2 separate regions of the Mus musculus genome follow, and region 2 is linked to region 1. A link is a contact called in public Hi-C data. All regions are on one chromosome and are shown on one strand. Each heading gives the region's core, a stretch centred on a gene start, on an enhancer-like site or on the middle of the called end of the contact. The rest is flanking DNA. Distances are from core to core; before and after follow the strand shown. Region 1 overlaps Mgst2 (microsomal glutathione S-transferase 2). Region 2 has its middle 18 kb from the start of Gm30074.

Region 1 (2,700 bases), core at 123-2,622:
AACTGCACTGAGACCAGCCAGTTGCTTGAAGCTGGAATGATGTCACTGGGAACACTGCCAGCTCCCAGAAGTCATCAAAAAAAAAAAAAAAAAAAAAAACAAAAAAAAAAAACAAGAACATTGTGCTAAGATATGGCATGAGCAGGGGGTAGTTAGAGGCCATTGAAATCAGGCAAGAATCGACTGTAGCTCTGTGTATGCTCGTGGAAAGGCAGGTTACTTTGTATTTCTTCATCTTTATCCCCCCAAGAAATGGGTCCCTGTCCTCCTATTACAGGCAGGAGTCACTCTTGGGCTCACTCAACCTCAGACCTTTGCAGACATGCCTCAGACTTTGGTTCCTCTAAGATGCAGTGTATGGGTCAGTCTGCCACAGCAGGGAAGGCTTGACCACCTGTGTGGAGCAAGTGGCTATCCCCTACCCCCCACCCACCCTCACCCCCACCCACCCCAGCTCCTCAGTCAATAAGCAGAAAGAGATGGCTGCTGTGTTTAGCTGGCTTCTTTCTTTGGTACCTTCAATTTAGTCAGAGACCACAGCCCATGGGATGGGTCTTTCCTCTTCAGTTAAACCTCTCAAGAAACAGCCTCGGAGACAAGCTCAGAGGTGTGTCTCCTAAGAGATTCCAAATCCAGTCCGTTTACAGCGATGAGCCATCCCCTGCATCTTTGTCTGTTTCTCGTCATCATCTTTCAGACATCAGAAGTAATTCTCTGGCTGCCAGTTGGGGGTCTCTGCTATTTGTGGCTGTCTACCTGGTAGTATTGCTTCACCTCGAAACACCTGGAGCCCCATTCTGCCTGCTCATTACCACCTCCACCCTGTGACCACACCCTCTCCTGCCAGCAGCACCTCTGAGCCCGGAAAAGCTCCCACAGCACGATGACAAAGCGCAGTGTGCCCTGCGGTAACCGCCAGCGTGAACAGATACACTCAAGTTAAGGGGACCAAATTCTGAAAACTCCCCCACTAACTAAGCTATCAGCTGCTAATTATTTTCACGGACAGGGCAAACCAATATGGAAACAATTTTAGCATCTTTCTAGCTACCTAGACAGCTACACTCTATGCTCTCCTTACAAGGTTCCATAGGAAGATTCCTGTGACCATTCTTCATGACACAGTTAATGATCATCACCTGTCAAATACTCGCTCCCCTCAAATATCCACGGGGGGGAGACCAGCTGTGTCTAGTCATTTTCTGATCACAGCCTCCACGGTGCAGTAGCCCTGACATCCTGTATAGAGGCGGGGGAGGTTGCAGTCACTGTTATAAGCAGATGTCACCAGGGGCCTGGAATTCCACACCAGGAAGAGTAACTGGAAAGGTCTTCGATAGGGGGCCAGTAGGGGGAGCAAGTGTCCTGCTTGGCCTGGACTTGAGATGTTATCTAGAAGGTGGAACTTCAAGTTTTGAAGCCAGTACAGTCCTGATCGGTTGCCCTGGTTTGTCCGGCGCCAAAATGTTTTAGGAGACCTGAGGCTTAAGGGAGAGAATGGCAAAAGCCAGAGAAAAGCTGAGAACTCTGGGTACCGCCGTGGTGATCACGTGCGCTCAGCGTTCCCCCACACTGGGTGGAGCAATGGCTGCAGACTGGGCCTTGCCCGGGGTGACTCCAGTGAGTGGGCAGCCTTCGGCTCCGTGTCTAATGCACACACAGAAGGAAGTAGTCCGAATCCATCCACAGACACTGTGCAGCACGGCCCGCGTGCACAGACTGAGGAGGGCAAATGCACCCCCACAGGTACAAAGGGAGCACTTTGATCAAACTAGGGCAGGGCCGTGTGTGTGTCTGCACAGATCAAACCATATTATAAAACACAGGCTCAAGGCTTCTCAGTCACAGGGAACCACTGTAACACTCTCTCCTGGGCCTCATAAAGACGGAGTCCTGCTACTGCTAGGACCGTAGCTCCACTCAGCAGTCATCCAAGTGTCCACTATGTGCATCAGGGACCCACAAGCAAAGAACTCCAGCTGTTTCCTGGACTTCAACATGGCATGATCCCTATTGCATCAGACAGTCCGTGCCCACTCCAGTTGTGTGTCACGCCTACTGCCTTACACCTCTGGGGCTCAACTGTGACCCCGTGTGACACAACTTCCATTGTGTTAAACCTCTGAGAGTTTGGGACACTCAACTAGGAAACAATACTGTATGTGTTATACATCACACAGAACAAAAGAGATGGGATTCTAAGAACGAATGTGAATAGAAACTGCAGCAGTGCCCTCCCCTCTCTGTGGGCTACTTAGACTGCAGGAGCAGCTCGCAAGTCACAAGTTGTAAGGGACAGGGAAGAGTGCATTCTGATAACAAATAGTACAGCGAAAACAGATAACAGATACAGATTAACAGGAAGGTTAGGGTTAAAACAATAAAGTAGGGAACACCAAGGAAGATAAATAAGAGGGCCAGCAACTAAGAGATAACCAAGTAGATAAGGAGAGAGGGAGGCCAGAGCTCAGAGCTCTGAGCCGGTGTCAGCAGGCCAACTGGCTTCCCTGAGACTCCATCCCCACTCCATTCTTTGGAGAATATATGCAAGGCATGGTTGTCCTGTCATATGACAAACAGTCTACTATTAGGTAAAAAATGACTTCTAACCAGTAATGTCTACCTAGTCTAGAAAGGAGACCACCACGCAGATCACAACATACACAAGACTACGGCCCCACCCCTGGGGGAGAAGAAAGA
Region 2 (2,700 bases), core at 119-2,618, 520 kb before region 1:
AAGTCGGGAATCCGAGGGGGCAGTCAAGATGGTCTAAGGAGAAACAGCTGGGGCTCATTGGCCTGTCGCAGACAGGAAGTTAGCACCTCCAGTCTCTGCCCCAGGAGCCACAGTTGGCTTTATCAAACAGGAAGAGACAAGATTAGAATACGGTGGGGCTGAAAAATACAGTCTAGACTGATTGTCCCTGAAGAGTTGTCATCCACACGAGCTTCTGAAAGCCAATTCACAGGAAGGTATCCCAACCCAAGGTGCCAAGTGAGCCCACTGTGCAGGTGTCAGCCACACAGTTGCCATTGGGAAGTAGGAAAACACCAGCTCTGAGCTATGTGGAAGCATGAGTATTGGTCCTGGATGGATGTGACAACTACTGGGGACACTAAGGGTAGGTACCGTCCTTATCTGGCATCAGCCAAGGATGTGGAGATGCAGGATGTGATGTAGAGAGCTACCTCAGTTAGTCTTTGCTTTCAGCAAAATAAGTATCATGTCCCTGGACCTGCAGGTAGTCCACACAGAAGTGAAAGAATTGGGTCTAGTGCATCTGTGGGCAAGGTAAAGCACACCAGGTGGAGGCGCTATGGAGACAGACTCCAAGCTCGCACTTGTAAAGTACCAGGAATCAGAACTGCCTAGGGAAGACAGCCGGATACCAGCAGAACTGGACTTCCTGGTCATGACTGCTGGATCTGACCAAGAGAGTTCTTCGGTTGCTGAATTCCATATTTAAATTTAGCCTGCAAATGAAAAAAAAAAAGCAGCTTTTTACAACTCTAAATAAACTTTCTACTACTGAGAATGGTGATTGAAGCAAAAGTAAAAATAGCTGCTCACACCACGATTTGAGGAAATCTAAATCTGAAACGATCGTGTTTTTTTTTTTTTTTTCCTTATTTGCATGCTACCAAATAAGGACATCGGGGAAGCAATGAGTCACCAAGATTCTAGCATTTACCAGACTGCAACATGAGGGGAACGCATTCCCTAGGATGAGCTCTGTGATTGGCTTTCCCCTCATCCCCGATGTGGACCCTTATACACCTACCTGAAAAAATCGGTCCTGATTTCTTTTCCTAATTCTTATGGCAGTGTTTCAGTGAGTAATATTCATGCTTCAGACTGTCGAACCTGTGGAAATAATGTCCCACATCTGAGGAACAGCTCAACCCTTTCACAGATTTTTCCAACCTCTGTTATCTCGGTCGATCACACTCGATGTGCGCGGAATCTCCAAGGCAGAGCATGCGGCTGTCACCTAGGACATCACTGAACTGTGGATCTTTTTTGCAGAGACGGGTGACTCACCATCCAGGAGGGGGTGGAGGGAGGATGACACAAAGGAAAACGAGATTTAGAGATCTGAGCTCTCTGTTACCGTGTCACATGGTCCCTGCATAAACCAATGTTCTACAAGTGCGGAAGCCCAGCCGAAAGGTTCGGGCACGGCCTGCCCACCCAGTGTTTCCTTCTCCAGCTCTTAGAAGACAGTTTAAAGAGAGCTCCGGAATGTTCTGGTCTTTTGTTTGGAAATTTCGCCTGCTTGTTGACTAGTTGTCTGTGGACCGTGGGGTGGGTCTGTTTGCTTTAAACAGGCTGAACGATGTGTAAGGCATGCCGGCTGCTTTTGTGCCTGGCTTATTTGAAACTGTTTTAGTGTGACACTGGAGGACTTTAAAGGCAACTGTAGCTGTGGTGGGATGTTCTTGCAAGTTGGTACAAGAAAAAAATGTGTCTATTTCTTAGCACATGATCAGTGGTCTGCATCTCCCCTATAATTAATAATAAAAATAATAATAATATCACAGGGTCTTGCAAAGAAATTTGAATTACTGAAGTTTTTTTGGGGGGGAGCCACTTGCCCCCTTTATCAGAAGACTGCCAAACATAGTCCCAAAGATGGAAGACATTCCTTGTTCTTATATCACAGGAGTTCAAACCCTGTATCACAAGAGAAATGGTTTCTGGAGAGTTATGGAGAGCTACAGTCAGTTTTGCATATTATCATAACAAAAAATAACCAATAAAGATACTGCCCCCTTCATTGTATAAAGGAGAAATAAATGAAGGAATTGCCACTGAGCTAGGAAGCCTGTCCGTCCCACCCCCTCAGTTTTCACCCATCTTCCTGCAAGGAAGCTCAATGGCTGCCAGAAAGGAAGAGACCATGGCTGTGAACTGGTCAGGCCAGAGGTTGCTGGGCATCAAAACGGCAAGAGGCAGGTCACAAAGACCAGGATGGGCAAAGCAGATCTTGTCCTGCCTTTATCTCTAATTAGTTGTGTGGCTTTGGATAAGCATTTCACCTCTCTCATCTGTCAAATGACAGGCTGGGACTAAGTTCTCCAATGTCTCCAACAGCTCTGGTAGGATAGCGGTGTGTGTGTGTGTGTGTTGGATTAGATTATTTTATTAAGGATCCATATGAAGGCTGTGAAGAAAAGCTGACTGTTTCTGCAAGCTGCAAAAGAGCAGACTCTGGAGGAGCTATGAAATGATCCACAAGGAATCCCTGCGGTGGGTTGAAAAACTATAGAATTATGGAATTGTGTGTAACACACAATCTGAGTGAGGCTCTCTGAGGCCATACAAAATGGGACACGCTAAAGCAAAGAACCCAGGCTTTTGAAGCCAGCCTATGCCCCTACTCCAGTCTCTCCCCATGATAATGCAGCACCGTGTGCTCACAATTAAATGTCAGCC

What was found. A called contact is a pair of places that touch in the nucleus more often than the background predicts.
Region 2: a contact with region 1 is called in a Hi-C map of bone marrow-derived macrophages, with 32 read pairs. The contact joins two enhancer-like sites. A contact is called at or near these places in 1 of 39 promoter capture datasets (3T3-L1-derived adipocytes), 3 of 15 datasets of contacts at CTCF or cohesin (CD8 T cells, the NIH/3T3 cell line and large pre-B cells), 8 of 484 Hi-C or Micro-C datasets (B cells, the Ba/F3 cell line, CD4 T cells and 5 more), 35 of 115 datasets of contacts at active chromatin or transcription factors (the 230-238 cell line, the HPC-7 cell line, the NIH/3T3 cell line and 25 more) and 6 of 9 other capture datasets (adipose tissue, embryonic stem cells, embryonic tail and 3 more).

Annotation. Positions count from the first base shown.
Region 1 is chr3:51,672,528-51,675,227 of GRCm38.p6, reverse strand. All of the region lies in intron 2 of Mgst2 (microsomal glutathione S-transferase 2), which reads right to left. Among named protein-coding and RNA genes, the nearest start is that of Mgst2, 13 kb to the right of the region's middle. Within about 2 kb of position 1,372, at least 46 of the 459 cell types and tissues checked have an H3K27ac peak or open chromatin away from gene starts, as enhancers often do. A contact at or near this core is called in the SCID.adh cell line, bone marrow-derived macrophages, extraembryonic endoderm stem cells and 1 more, where this site is marked.
Region 2 is chr3:52,196,824-52,199,523 of GRCm38.p6, reverse strand. No RefSeq gene overlaps it. Among named protein-coding and RNA genes, the nearest start is that of Gm30074, 18 kb to the right of the region's middle. Within about 2 kb of position 1,368, at least 216 of the 459 cell types and tissues checked have an H3K27ac peak or open chromatin away from gene starts, as enhancers often do. A contact at or near this core is called in the SCID.adh cell line, bone marrow-derived macrophages, extraembryonic endoderm stem cells and 1 more, where this site is marked.